Linked DNA regions of Mus musculus: regions 2 and 3 are each linked to region 1. Evidence: chromatin contacts called from public Hi-C and HiCAR-type data. All regions are on one chromosome and are shown on one strand. The core of a region is the stretch at or near the end of the contact, and the rest is flanking DNA. Distances in the headings are between cores, read along the strand shown. Region 1 holds the start of Ssr3 (signal sequence receptor, gamma). Region 2 has its middle 46 kb from the start of Gm35039. Region 3 overlaps Lekr1 (leucine, glutamate and lysine rich 1).

What was found. A called contact is a pair of places that touch in the nucleus more often than the background predicts. HiCAR-type assays count read pairs that join an accessible place to other places.
Region 2: a contact with region 1 is called in a Hi-C map of bone marrow-derived macrophages, with 18 read pairs. The contact joins the enhancer-like site here to the promoter of Ssr3 in region 1. A contact is called at or near these places in 10 of 39 promoter capture datasets (the C10 cell line, cranial neural crest, embryonic stem cells and 6 more), 9 of 484 Hi-C or Micro-C datasets (the C2C12 cell line, bone marrow-derived macrophages, cerebellar granule neurons and 6 more), 8 of 115 datasets of contacts at active chromatin or transcription factors (astrocytes, embryonic basal ganglia, embryonic limb bud and 5 more) and 4 of 9 other capture datasets (embryonic stem cells, liver, macrophages and 1 more).
Region 3: a contact with region 1 is called in a HiCAR-type map of kidney, with 3 times the contacts expected there. The contact joins the enhancer-like site here to the promoter of Ssr3 in region 1. A contact is called at or near these places in 5 of 39 promoter capture datasets (the 3T3-L1 cell line, cranial neural crest, hippocampal neurons and 2 more), 2 of 115 datasets of contacts at active chromatin or transcription factors (embryonic stem cells and kidney) and 1 of 9 other capture datasets (liver).

What each region holds. Positions count from the first base shown.
Region 1 is chr3:65,390,034-65,394,524 of GRCm38.p6, forward strand. It overlaps Ssr3 (signal sequence receptor, gamma), which reads right to left and starts at 2,520. Exons shown (of 5, transcript NM_026155.3): 1 at 2,372-2,520; 2 at 1,292-1,418. The coding sequence starts at 2,504. It also overlaps the pseudogene Gm5540.
Region 2 is chr3:65,879,975-65,884,465 of GRCm38.p6, forward strand. No RefSeq gene overlaps it. Among named protein-coding and RNA genes, the nearest start is that of Gm35039, 46 kb to the right of the region's middle. Within about 2 kb of position 2,342, at least 4 of the 459 cell types and tissues checked have an H3K27ac peak or open chromatin away from gene starts, as enhancers often do. A contact at or near this core is called in bone marrow-derived macrophages, where this site is marked.
Region 3 is chr3:65,792,401-65,796,891 of GRCm38.p6, forward strand. The region is part of intron 9 of Lekr1 (leucine, glutamate and lysine rich 1); the gene reads left to right. Among named protein-coding and RNA genes, the nearest start is that of Gm25755, 23 kb to the left of the region's middle. Within about 2 kb of position 2,526, at least 13 of the 459 cell types and tissues checked have an H3K27ac peak or open chromatin away from gene starts, as enhancers often do. A contact at or near this core is called in kidney and liver, where this site is marked.

The DNA.
Region 1 (4,491 bases), core at 1,270-3,769:
CCAATGAGCCACCACTCCAGCCCCTCACGAGCATGTGTGATTTTTTATCCCATAAAATATAAACAATGCAAGGAAAAGTATCATCAAATAGCTTTAAGCAATGTGTGTCAGAGTACACTCTAAATTTTGTTTCAAGAGACCAGATGCAGACTGCTATATCAATCTAAACAAAACTAGTTTCTAGTCAAGTGTGGATACTGTGAGAAATTTTAAAACAGTAAATAGATGACAAATTTAAGATCGGAATACCTACTGCCTTTAAAAAATTACTTTAGAAGCTCAAGAGAAGGCTCAATAGTTAAGAGTACACATTGCTCTTGCAGAAGAGCTGAGTTCAGTTCCCAGCACCTCTATCAGGTGGCTCAGAACTATGTGCAATTCCAGTTCCAGAAATCTATCACTATCTTCTGGCCCCTCAGGCAAGAGACACACCAAACCACAGACACAAACACACAAGCGCAGTTCAAAAGTAAAAGAGTTAATTATTTTTAAAAAAAATAATAATACTTCAAAGAAAAACCTAAAAGGCCCTATTGAACAAATAAGGGAATAGCCTGCTACACCCTCCTGTTTTATTTTTAGGAAAGCAGAGTACACAAGTGCTTAAAACATAAAAATTTACTGAGGTAAAACTTAGGTTTTCCAGGCTGGAGATATGGCTTAGTGGTTAAAGAACACTAACTGCTCTTCTAGAGGTCCTGAGTTCCATTCCCAGCCACCAAATGGTGGCTCATAGAATATATGTAATGGGATCCAATGCTATCTTCTAGTGTGTCTGAAAACAGCTATAGTATACTCATATAAAAATTTTTTAAAAAGAAAGAACTTTGTGTAAAAAAAAAAAAAAACTTGGGTTTTCTTCTCCTAAAGCTAGTAAAATAATTCGTCTTATACGTGATCTTGAAATTCAAGAAATAGGGTTGTCTTCTACAGTGAATAGACTTACAAGATTAAAAAAAAAAAAAAAAAAAGTAACTGGCATTGAAAATGTCAGAGAATTTTTAATTTTTTGCTTCCAAAATTAGTAAATGGGCAGCCTAAAATAATTTCTAGAAAGAAATCCACTGAGTTTCGGAAACATTCATTGATTTAATAGACTTGTTTTTCTGACCAAACCATCAATTGAAGACTGGGAATGAATATTCAAACTCCACCCTCAAAACCTATTTCCACAGAAGTGTCATATGGTTCACGATTAACTACATACACATTTCAAACTAATGCTTATAAATCATGTTTAAGACCCCCTAACATAAAATATGCAGACTGGGGTTGGGTTTAGGGTACTTACTTGTGCTTCAGAACAAATTTTACATTCTTGTACGCGAAGGCTACTAAGTAAGTGCTTACTAAGGTCATCACACTGTAGAGCACAGCAGACTGGATGAGATCCATATGCCATATTCTCCAATACAACCCTGAGATAAGACAAAAGCAAGGGACACACAACATCACTGCCCCATTGCACATGCCAGACTACAGCTAAGCCAGGTAAATGAGAGTCAGTAAATCCCACCCAGTATCCGAAAAACTTCACTAGAGGTGAGATAGACAATAAACTGGGTTTGTCCCAGTTCAGGGCTTTCCCAGTACAGAAAGGTAGGCTGTGGGGATATTGCTAGTCTAGAAATTTCATCTTCTAACTTGAGAACAAACTGGGAGTGGGGATTACAAATAATAACAATTTCACTCATGGAATACTAGGAAGTTAAAACACGGGCCATTTTAAATCAACCGCTGTCCCAAAACTTTGGTTAACTTGCTGACGTGGCTGCTCACTGAAATCCAAACAATGCTTTGTCGGGCCAGTGAACCCAGGGGGCTCCACACCACATTCACTGCAAGCTGAGCTTTTTACAAGGCCAAAATAACAAAGAACTTTTTTTGGACATGATTGGCCTGCAGCACTGCGGCAGTGCGGGTCAGGAGACAGGAAACTCGGAAAACCTGGACTTGGAGACAGTTTTGGCCTTCAAGTGGGCAGTTTCTCATTCAATCGAGAAGGCTCGAGCTGCTCTCTAGGAGTTATTGAAATCCTAAACAAGGCTGATCGCGGACCTCGGGCAAGGCCTAACTTGGCATTCTGCACGTCCAAAGGATGCTCGGGAGTAAGGGGAGGTTTGCCACGGGTCACGCTGCTAATTCAGTGAAGGTTTATCAGTGGCTCCCCCGCCCGGTTCATTAAAGACATCCTAGTGTCCAACAGTGGTGAGGAGAAGGGCAGTGTACCAAAAAGAGATTCCGGGCCAGAACCCGCGCCCGGCTCAGAAGCACGCCGCGAGTGACTTCCCGAGGACGCTGCTCCGGACACTAGGCCTCCCCGCCGCGCCCGCCACGTCCCCGCCGCCACCGCCGCCCGCCCGAAGCTCACAGATGGGGATGGCAGACACGATGAACGCGTTCCCGAAGAACAGCGCCGACGATTTGGCCGACAGGTTGCGGCTGAAATCCTGAAGGAGCAGGTCCTCCTCGGACTGCTGCTTGGAGCCGCCTTTGGGAGCCATGGCCGAGCTGAAGACTGGAGGCCGGGAGCAGGGAGGCAGGGAAGGTTCAGAAGGCCGCGTATCCGCCCGCGACCCGTCAGCGCAACGCGGAGGCGGGACTCCGCAGGGTACGCTGCTTCGGGATTGGCCATCTTGCCGTCGTTTCACAAGCGTCGAGGTACGATTGGGCATGCGAACAAGACTTCCGCATCCTTCAGGGTACGTGGCGCCTCAATGCCACAAAGAATGAAGGGATTTGTAGTTTAGTGTGTAGTTTAGAGCTGCTCTCTAACTCGCCTGCCTCAGTCTCCAGAGACAGGCTTGGATAATCGAAATGAGCAACCATACAAGCAGTACTGTTTTAACTAACTAACCAGCTAGCTAACGAACTAACTAACGTTATTGGTATTTCATTCCACATGTGCACTTTATATTTCTTTTTAAATTTATTACATTGATTGAACAATTGGCTCATTGGTTGATTGATGATTAGTTGATTGATTGATTGGTTGGAGGGCCGTGCCACAACGTTGTCAGAACACAACTTGAGGAAGTTAGTTGTCTACTTTTACTTTCTGGGTCCCAGAGATTGAACCAAATTGTCACGTTTGTGTCTTTACCCTCTGAGCCATCTGCATGGTTTAATTTATTATTATTATTATTATTATTATTATTATTATTATTATTACTATTACATCATTTTAATCAACAAAGCCTCTTAGCCTCTAAAAGACTCTCTCATTACAGTCTTTAGAATTGGAAAATAAAAAAACTCTTGTGGAGTTTTACTCCTGGCCCAGACCCGCGGCGGAAGCGAGCCATGGCTGTCTATCACGGGATGCTGCGCTTCGGGAGGCTGTGTATCGCGAGCCTGGGGGCGCGGGGCCCCCGGACGCTGCTCACTCGCCCTCGGCCGAACTCGAAGTTGCAGAGTGTCCGCGCTCTCAGTTCTGGAATGGTGAACTGCACCAACCCCTTGCCCATTGGAGGCCTCAGCTACATTCAGGGCCACACCGACTCCCATCTTGTGAACACAACTGTGGGCGAGTGCCTTGACGCCACAGCGCAGAGGTTCCCCGACAGAGAGGCTTTGGTTATCCTCCATGAAAACATCAGGCTGAACTTTGCGCAGCTCAAGGAGGAGGTGGACAAAGCTGCTTCTGGTCTTCTGAGCATTGGCCTCCGCAAGGGTGACCGGCTGGGCATGCAGGGACCCAACTCCTATGCCTGGGTACTTATTCAGCTGGCTACTGCCCAGGCAGGCATCATCCTGGTGTCTGTGAACCCAGCCTACCAGTCCTCAGAACTGGAATATGTCCTCAGAAAGGTAGGCTGCAAAGGTATTGTGTTTCCCAAACAATTCAAGACCCAGCAGTACTACGACATCCTGAAGCAGGTCTGTCCTGAGCTGGAAAAGGCTCAGCCAGGGGCCTTGAAGAGTGAGAGACTCCCAGACCTGACTACAGTCATCTCCGTGGATGCCCCTCTGCCGGGGACCCTGCTCCTGGATAACATCGTGGCAGCCGGTGGCAAGGAACAGAACCTAGCCCAGCTGCGGTACAACCAGCGGTTCTTGTCCTGCTACGACCCCATCAACATCCAGTTCACCTCGGGGACAACTGGAAACCCCAAGGGGGCCACTCTTTCCCACCACAACATCGTAAACAACTCCATGCTGATAGGCCAGCGTCTGAAGATGCCCACAAAGACTGCAGAGGAGTTGCGCGTGGTCCTGCCCAGTCCCCTGTACCACTGCCTGGGCTCCGTGGGGGGCACAATGGTGTCTATGATGCATGGTGCCACTCTCCTCCTGTCTTTTCCAAGCTTCAATGGCAAGAAGGCATTGGAAGCCATCAGCAGAGAGAAAGGCACCCTCCTGTATGGCACACCCACGATGTTTGTGGATATTCTGAATCAGCCAGACTTCTCCAGTTATGATTTCACAAGCATTCGTGGAGGTGTGATTGCTGGGTCCCCAGCACCCCCGGAATTGATTCGAGCCATCATC
Region 2 (4,491 bases), core at 1,092-3,591, 490 kb after region 1:
CTAGACATTTTCTTTGTTGATGGTTTTCTACCCCAGAGTCTCCCTAAAATTTCAGGATAGAAGCCATCTTACTGGAATCTTTACTGGAATCTTTAAGTTCTGCGTGATAAATGGGGAAACAAATGGGAATTTGTTGATGGTCCCCCCCCCCGTCTTTTTTTTTAAACTGGAAAAAAAACCCAATATATTCTGATCATAATTTTTCCTTCCTCATCTCCTCCCTCACCCTCCCTACCTCCTCACCCATCCAACTCTATGCTTTCTTTCTCTCTCACTAGTAAAACAAGCAAATTTTAAAAAAGAATAAAACCAAGTGAACAAACAAAAAGGAAAAAGAAAGAAAGAGGATGAGAAGCACACACGCATGCAGACACACACAAAATCCATAAAAACACAAAAGCCCAAACAAAGCAATGTGTACCTTTGACTTTGCTTCGTGTTGACCATCTTGTCCTGGCCATGGGGCCTGCCCTTAAGTGTGGTTTGTATATCCAGAGACTCCCTTGGAGACACTAATTTTTCCTTTGCAAGCAATTGTCAATTGGAAACAACTTCTTGGTCAGGGATGGGAGTTCATATCCATCTCCCCATCTTAGTGCAGGGATCTCATCTGGTTTGGATTTGTGTAGGCTGTAAGCATTCTGCCACAGTCCCGATGAGTTCATTTATGTGTCAGTCCTGTTGTGTCTGGAAAACACAGTTTACTTGATATCATCCACCCCTCCAGCTCTTAGAGTCTTCCTGAGTCCTGGGGTGGGGGTGGGGTGATGAAGACATCTCATTTAGGACCAAGTCTTCCAATGTCTCTGCACATTGTCCAATTAAGGGTCTCTGTATTGGTTCCCATCTCCTGGAAGTTTCTCTGATGATGGCTAAGTGAGATGCTGATCTATGAGTACAACAGAAGTCATTAGAAATCATTTTATTGCTGTGTTCCTTTACCAGAACAATTGGTTTCCCCTTAGGTCCATTGCCTATCAAGGCTCAGGTTCTTGGCCACTCTGACAGTGTCAGGCATGGGTCTCATCTCATGGACTAGGCCTTAAGTCCAATCATAGACTGGTTGGGGACTCCCACAACTTTTGTGCCCTAGTGTATTATGCAGACAGATCACCATTGTAGACTGCAGGGTTTGTAGCTGGATTGGCATTTACTCTCTTCAGGTATCATGCACAGTACCTTCCAGTACCATGAATACTATTCAGTACAGGCGAAGGCTCTAGTTAGATACCAACCTGATTCACCATGTTCAATGAGATATGCATTGTCTTTCAGTCTCCATCCCCCACCTCTCTTGAACTGTATATGCCATCTCCTCTTCCTTGGGAGATCCTACCCCATCCTAGTTTACTATATACCTACAATATACTCTATGATCTCTGTGGTTGTACTGATAGTAGCATATCTAGTGAAGGCTTAAATGCTAACATCCATACATAAGATATTCTCTTAAACATATCATATTTGTCTTTGGAGGTCTGGGTTACCTCACTCAGGATGATCTTTGTCTAGCTCCATCCATTTACTTACAAATTACATAATTTGGTATTTTTTTAACAGCTGAATAACATTCCATTATATAAAGGTACCACCTTTTAATTGCACATTCACCCACTGATACAGATCTAGGCTGTTTCTAATTCCATGCTATTATGACTAGAGCAGTAATGAGCGTGAATGAACAAGTGTCTGTAGTAGAGTGGAGAGTTCTTTGGGTATATGCCCCAGAGTACTATAGTTGGATCTTGAAGTATATTTATTCCCAGCCACATAAGTTTACACTTCCATCAGCAACAAGTGAGTGTTCGTCTTACCCCACACCCTTGCCAGTATGAGCTGTCATTTGTTTTATTAATCTTGGCCAATCTGGCCAAGATAAAAATCTTGAAGTAGTTTTGATTTGCATTTCCCTGATGACTAAGGGTGTTGGGCATTTCTTTGTTTCTCATCCATTTGTGTTTTATCTTTTGAGAAGCCTTTGCTTAGTCTGTACCCCATTTTTAAGTTGGGTTATTTGTTTTCTTGATATCTAGGGTGGTGGTAGTGGTTCTTCTCCTTCCCCTCCCCTCCCCACCCCTCCCCTCCCCCCTCCTTCTTCTCTCTCCTCCTTCTTCCTCTTCTTCCTCCTCCTTCCTCCTCCCGTTCCTCCTTCCTCCTCCCCCTCCTCCTTCCTCCTTCTCCTTTTTCTTCTTTAAATATTTTAGATACTAACCTTATATCAGATGTGTAATTGATAAATATCCATTCCCATTCTGCTTTGTCAGGATGGTGGTGTCACACTGCTCTAGCCCTGTGCCTCCCTGCTGTCATGCGCTCAACCATGATGAGCATGGACTCACCCTCTGAAACTGTAAGTTCCCATTAATGCTTTCTTCTGTAACTCTCCTTGGTCCCAGTGTCTCTTCACCACACTGGAAAAGCAACTAACACAGATTCATTTGAAAGATATGAAATACAGCCAGTGATAGTGACTCACACCTTTGAACTCAGCACTCGGAAGGCAAATGCAAAGGCAGTCAGATCTCTCTGAGTTCAAGGCCAGCCTGGTCTACAGAGTGAGTTCCGGGACACCCAGAGCTACACAGAGAAATGCTATCTCAGAAAACAAAAAGGTAAAACAGAGGGTGGGGTAGAGGGGTGAAGGATGTGACTGGACTCAAGTCCTGTCTTGTTCCAGCATCATGTTGTAGACCAAAAGACCTAAACAGGTAGAAAAACAGGAAGGAAAACAGCAAGCACTGAAAGTTGAAGAGAAACACAGCCAGATCTCTGTGCTGGACACCCAGAAGTCGGCAGAAGCTTGAGCCAGATCTGAGGAAGCAGGATGCTTCTGAGGAAGGGCATTAGAAAGGAGCCTTGCAGCAAAATGAGTGGATAGCTGCCAGTGTGTTACCAGCTGGTCTACCCTGTAGTTAGAAACAACTTTTTATAATACAGAAAATCGCAACGGATCTTCCAGAAGGAAACTACCCACAGGTCTCTGGAAGTTAGAGTCTTTGATTTTATAACATTATGAAGACCATCTGAGCTGGCTAATGTATGTCTACTTGACACAAGCTAGAGTCATCAGAGAAGAGGAAAACCTCAACTAAGAAAAAAATAGGCTGTAGGCAAGCCTATAAGGCATTTTCTTAAGTAGTGATGGGTGGTGTGTGTCTAGACCATTGTGGGTGGGGCCATCCCAAGGGCTGGTGGTCCTGATTTCTATAAGAAAGCAGGCTGAGTAAGCCATGAGGAGCAAGTTAGTAAACAGCACCTCTCCATGACCCCTGCGTCAGCTCCTACCTCCAGGTTTCTCCCTTGTTGGAGTTCCTGTCCTCACTGCTTTTGATGATGAATTGTTATACCAAACCATAGTGAAACAAACACTTTCCTCCTAAGTTGATTTTGATAATGGTGTCTCATCATAGCAATAGTAACCCTAACTAAGACACATCCAAATCTCTCCTTGAGATTTTCACCACCACTGGTCTCAGGGTATGTGTCCTGATCATCTATTTCTTGGATAATTATTTACTATGTTCTAAAGGTATGCAAACCAACATATGCAAATGTATTGATGTTAACACTGGGTAGCCAGAACTAGTGCTCATTCCAAACTATGAGAAAGATCCTGCTGGGTGGTGGTGGCGCACGCCTTTAATCCCAGCACTTGGGAGGCAGAGGCAGGTGGATTTCTGAGTTCGAGGCCAGCCTGGTCTACAGAGTGAGTTCCAGGACAGCCAGGGCTACACAGATAATCCCTGTCCCCGGAAAAAAAAGAAAGAGAGAGAGAGAGAGAGAGAGAGAGAGAGAGAGAGAGAGAGAGAGAGAGAGTCCCACAGAGACAGGAAAAGGCACAAGTATACATTGGCCTTGCTCTATCCTGGATCTTTCTTTTTTCTCCAGAAGATTTATTTTTATATAACATGTCTATCTGTCTGTCTGTCTGTCTGTCTGTCTGTCTGCTTATAAAAGCCAGAAGAGATTGTCTGATAGTCTGAAGCAGAAGTTGCATGTGGTTGTTAGCTCCCTGACATGGGTGCTGGGAACAAAACTCAGGTCATCTGGAATTGCAGAAAGCACCAAGACATTTCTACCCCTGTACTGTGCTTTCGTAGTCATGGGCTCTCGTTTTATTTATGTAATTTGGAGGACACTATTTCGAAAAGTCAAGGAAATGAACATTCCAGGAGACAAAGTAACCTGACTAAAGTCACCCAGCTAATAATCAGTGAACCAAGGATTTGAACTGACTCCCGGGCATACAGAACACAGTGTGTAGCCCGCAGAACCCAAGCAGATATAAGGTACACACAATCTTAGTCGACAGCAAAATTCTTGACAAATATTTCTTTTTACTACTTTAACATTACAGATTGGGTGAGTTCCAATTCACACAAGTTCAGAATTTTAAGTCATTTAAGTACATCAGAATTCACGGGATTCCAGAAGCAAAACTGGCTCTGAGATGCCCCAGAGCACCACAGGCAATGGTGACTCCATGCGCAA
Region 3 (4,491 bases), core at 1,276-3,775, 400 kb after region 1:
TTTAATATGCAGCTGTAAAGTGTCCCCACACATCCCATCTCCATCTACCTGCCCTTGTTTTAGGGCATTTTGTGTGAAGAACACAGAAGTGCAGTTGCTTATTTAGTTTGTATTGCGTCCTCTCTCCTTCTACCATTGCGGGCATTGTTATTTTAATCTTTCTAGTCCCCATCTTTTTCTGTTCAGTATAGGCTTCTTAAGGAGGATTGTCGGAGTTTTGTGTATTTTCTCAGTAATTTTTTTCACTAGCAAAATATTTCATCTCTATTATTTTAGTTGTTACTATTAAAATTCTATGATGCATATTTAATGAGGACAAAAATTAATATCTTGAATTCAGTTCAAACAATGCAAAGAGCAAGGCACACTTGAGCTCTGATATCTTCTTGACACAGCCTACATTTTCCCCAGTTTGCTAGAGATTTTTTTGTTAGCCTCTCTAATTACATATAATCAAAGTTACTTTATACAGATAATATTAACTTGCACATACTACATGCCAGCCTACTACATAACTTTCAGGGCAAAGTGCAAAATAAAAATGTAGGCCCTTTTGTTTAAACTGAAAGTTTTTTCCTGTGACAGTCTTCCCCTCAAATTGTTAGGGTAGATTTTGTTTTTATTTAATGTCACACTCCCTCAGACATGGCACTACCAGAGTATAAGAATAGACTCTTGACTGGCTTGGTTCCCTAGTATGAGGCCTGCTCCACCTGAAGCAGACCGTGGCAGCAGTGGGTGAAAACGGATAATGTAGGGAGCTGGCAAGGGCTGAGATGAGGTTGGAATTGAGGCTCCAAGACGCTAGCACATGCTTAGTTGACCTACTGTCTTAGTTAGTGTTATGGCACTGTGAAGAGACACATGTCCATGGCAACTCTTATAAAGGAAAACATTTAATTGAGGCTGGCTTACAGTTCAGGGGTTTAGTCTATCCTTGTCATGGCAGAAAGCATGGCAGCATGCAGGCAGACATGGTACTGGAGAAGGAGCTAGAGTTCTACATCTGGATCAACAGGCAGCAGAAGTGACAGCCACCGAGCCTGGGTTTGGGCTTCTGAGGCCTTAAAACACACCCCCTAGTGATGCACTTCCTCCACACCTCCTAATAGTGTCACTCACTGTGGATCTGTGAGTGTGGGCTGTTTTTACTCCAGCTACCACATTCCATTCCCCAGTACCCATAGGCTTGTAGCCATGTCATAATGTGAAATGCATTTAGTCCAACTTCAAAAGTCCCCATAGTCTATCATAGCATCAGCACTGTTTAAAAGTCTGAAGTTCAAAGTCTCTTCTGAGACTCATGCAGTCTCTTAACTGTAACCCCTGTAAAAGTCAAAATGAAAAACAGACCACGTACTTCTAACATACAGTGGCACAGGATATACACTACAGTTTCCAAAAGGGAGCGTACTGAGGAAATACTAGACCAAAACAAAACTGAAAACCAGCTGAGCAAACTCCAAACTCCGCATCTCCATATCTGATGTCAACATGCTCTTCAGATCTCCACCTTCTTTCATCTCGTTGACTGCAACACACTTCTTTCTCTTTGGCTGGTTCCACTCCCTGTTAGCAGCTCTCCTCAGCAGGTAGCACGTCTCTAGAATCTCTTACATCATTGGGTCTCCAAGGCATTTCAGGCTTCACCTTCCCAGCTACACACCATGGCCACTCTAGGCCTCCATGCAGGGGCACACCTGACACATGCCTGGATTCGGCAGCTTCTCTTAGTCGAGGAGGGAACTTCTATAACACCTTCCTTCTGTCCTTGACTCTAAAACTAGAACCACATGGCCTAAGCTGCCAAGTTCTGCTGTTCACTGAGGCTGGAACATAGCTCTTCATTCAAAAGCTTATATCTTCACTGGGTTTTGTTTTCAGTGGTTAACTCCACTGCCTAAGCTTGGCTATTGTAGTACAAGCTGGCTTTGAACTCAGAGATCTGCTTGCCTCTGTCTCCAGAGTATTGGAACTAAAGGCATATACCACCACCCTATTCTTTAATTCTTTTTCATAAGTTGGAAGCCTCACTGGGTAGGATCTTGCCCTAAGGTCACTACTCCCTTTATTCCCTTTAATGCCAGGCTTTAATCTGTTTATCTCCTTGAACACAGGATTTAGCTTCATTCTACTTCTATGGTGCCTTTTTTCTCTGTTTTGTATTTTTCGTTGTTCAGCATGCTCCTTTTCGTTACAGATATTCATAAGAGTGAACACTAAAAAGCACACAACAGAATCAATACTAGGTTGTTTTGAGATTTCCTCTGCCAACAGAATTAATACAAAACTCTTCACTTTAGCCTCAGGCAGATTTTTCAAACAAGCAAAAAGCAGCCACAATTGTTAGCCAAAATATTATAAGAATAGTCTTTAGAACACATAGAACACATAGAAATCTTCTTCTCCTCTGAAACCTCAAGCCTGGACCCTGCAGTTCAGCTCACCCTCAGCACCACTGTCTTCCATGTTCCTACTGTGCTCGCCCTTTAACCCCCACTTAGTGTTCAACTACATTTCTAAAAGTCCAAAGTTCCAGAGTCCACATTCCTCCAAACAAAAGCATGGCTGGGCCTACCACAGCAATACCTCACTCCTGGTGCCAACTTGTCGTAGTGAGGTTTCTATGGCTGTGAAGAAGCACCATGACCACAGCAACTCTAATAAAGGAAAACATTTCATTTGAGCTGGTTTACAGTTTCAGGGGTCCATTATTGTTATGGAGGAAACATGAAAGAGTGCAAGCAGGCATGGTGCTGCGGGAGGAGCTGAGAGTTTTACATCTTGATCCACAGGTGGAAGGAAACTGTGTGCCACACTTTAGCATAGGAGACCTCAAAGCCCGGCCCCACAGTGACATACTTCCTCCAGCAAGGCTACACCCACTCTGACAAGGCCATGCCTCCTATTAAGTGCCACTCCCTATGGACCAATGAGGGTCATTTTATTCAAACCACCATATCTATCTCATTTCACTTTAAAAACACAAATTAAGTTCTTGTACATTTCAGAATGGTGACTTAAAAGCATAAAAATGGGCTTTGGGCATTAGAAAGGACAGGGAAAATATAAGGAAATAGTCTGTGGAGAACTGCTGAAGTCTGCAGAACCTTAAACTAGAATTACATCATTCCCCCTTTCCTCCTTCCTATCCTATGTCTCCTCTCCCTCTGAAATTCATGGCCTTCTCCTCTTTAACCAGTGTGTGCGTGTGTGTGTGTGTGTGTGTGTGTGTGTATGTGTGTGTGTGTGAGTGTGTGTGTGAGTGTGTGTGTGTGTGCGTGCGTGTGTGTGTGTGTGTGTGAGTGTGTGTGTGTGTGTGTGTGTGTGCGTGTGTGTGTGTATGTGTGTGTGTGCGCGTGCGTGCGTAAAACAAATATATAAATACATCTTGCTTGCTGAATCTGTTCAGCTTTGCCTATATGCATGTTTCTAGGGTAAGCACTTGGTAGTGGATAATGATTTAGGGGACTTATCCCTAGGGAAACTAATTCTCCCTCTCTCATCAGTTATTAAATGCTTGTATCTCTTTATATAGGAGTGAGGCTTTATGAGATTCCTGCCCTTCCCACATCCCATCTACACTGGGTTGTCAACCAATGTTGGAATTGTTCAGGTTCTATTTAGGCAGCCATGTTTAGATTTACGGGTGTGGCTTCCCTATAACTAGAAGGCACAATCTCACAGCAGACTTGCTGGCTCTCTGCCTCTTACAGTCTTACAATCTGTACCTTCGGTACAGGAGTTGTGTTGTGGATGTATCAGTTGTGGCTGGGTAACCCACACTCAGTTGTTGTCTGTATTTTTGGCTAGTTATGGTTTTTTGTAATGATCTCCTTCTGCTTCCAAGAGAAGCTTTTTTGAGGGGTATGAGTTACATTATCTGTGGGTGTAAGGATAAATATTTAGAGTGAAGCTAGGAATTATATTGGTTTAAGAGAGTGGAAGTAGAGAGGAAGGGGAATAAATAATGCTTAGGATGCTTGAAAAACATATAGAGAATCATCGTTTTATATTTACCTAAACTCACATACAATACATATATGTGAATACGTATATATGTAGCTAAGTAAAGTTACACCCCCTTGCGATGATAAGACTCCTCCAAAGAGCCATAGATTGTCTAATCTAATAACCTCCCCCAGCCCAGTACCTGATGTGAGAAACCTCCTTTCATTGGCCAGGAGAATCTAAGAGGGTCTCTAAAACAATATAAGCTATTGCTGTTGTGCTTGGTTGCTTCCCCAGAAATTTACTAAAGACACTGTGCACTGTGGACATAGAACTGTGAGGAGGAGTGAGCCAGAGCCGACTTAAACGCCCCCTGAGGACTAACTTTCACAAGTACCATGAAGTGAAAGCTACAAAGGGAGGAAATCGTCATAGTTCCATGCAGCTGTGGCCGTTATGAACCATAATAGACACCATCACGTAAGATATCCCTAAAGGGGCAGTAGTGATGCTGTGTGTCGGCAATAACCAACTGACAGC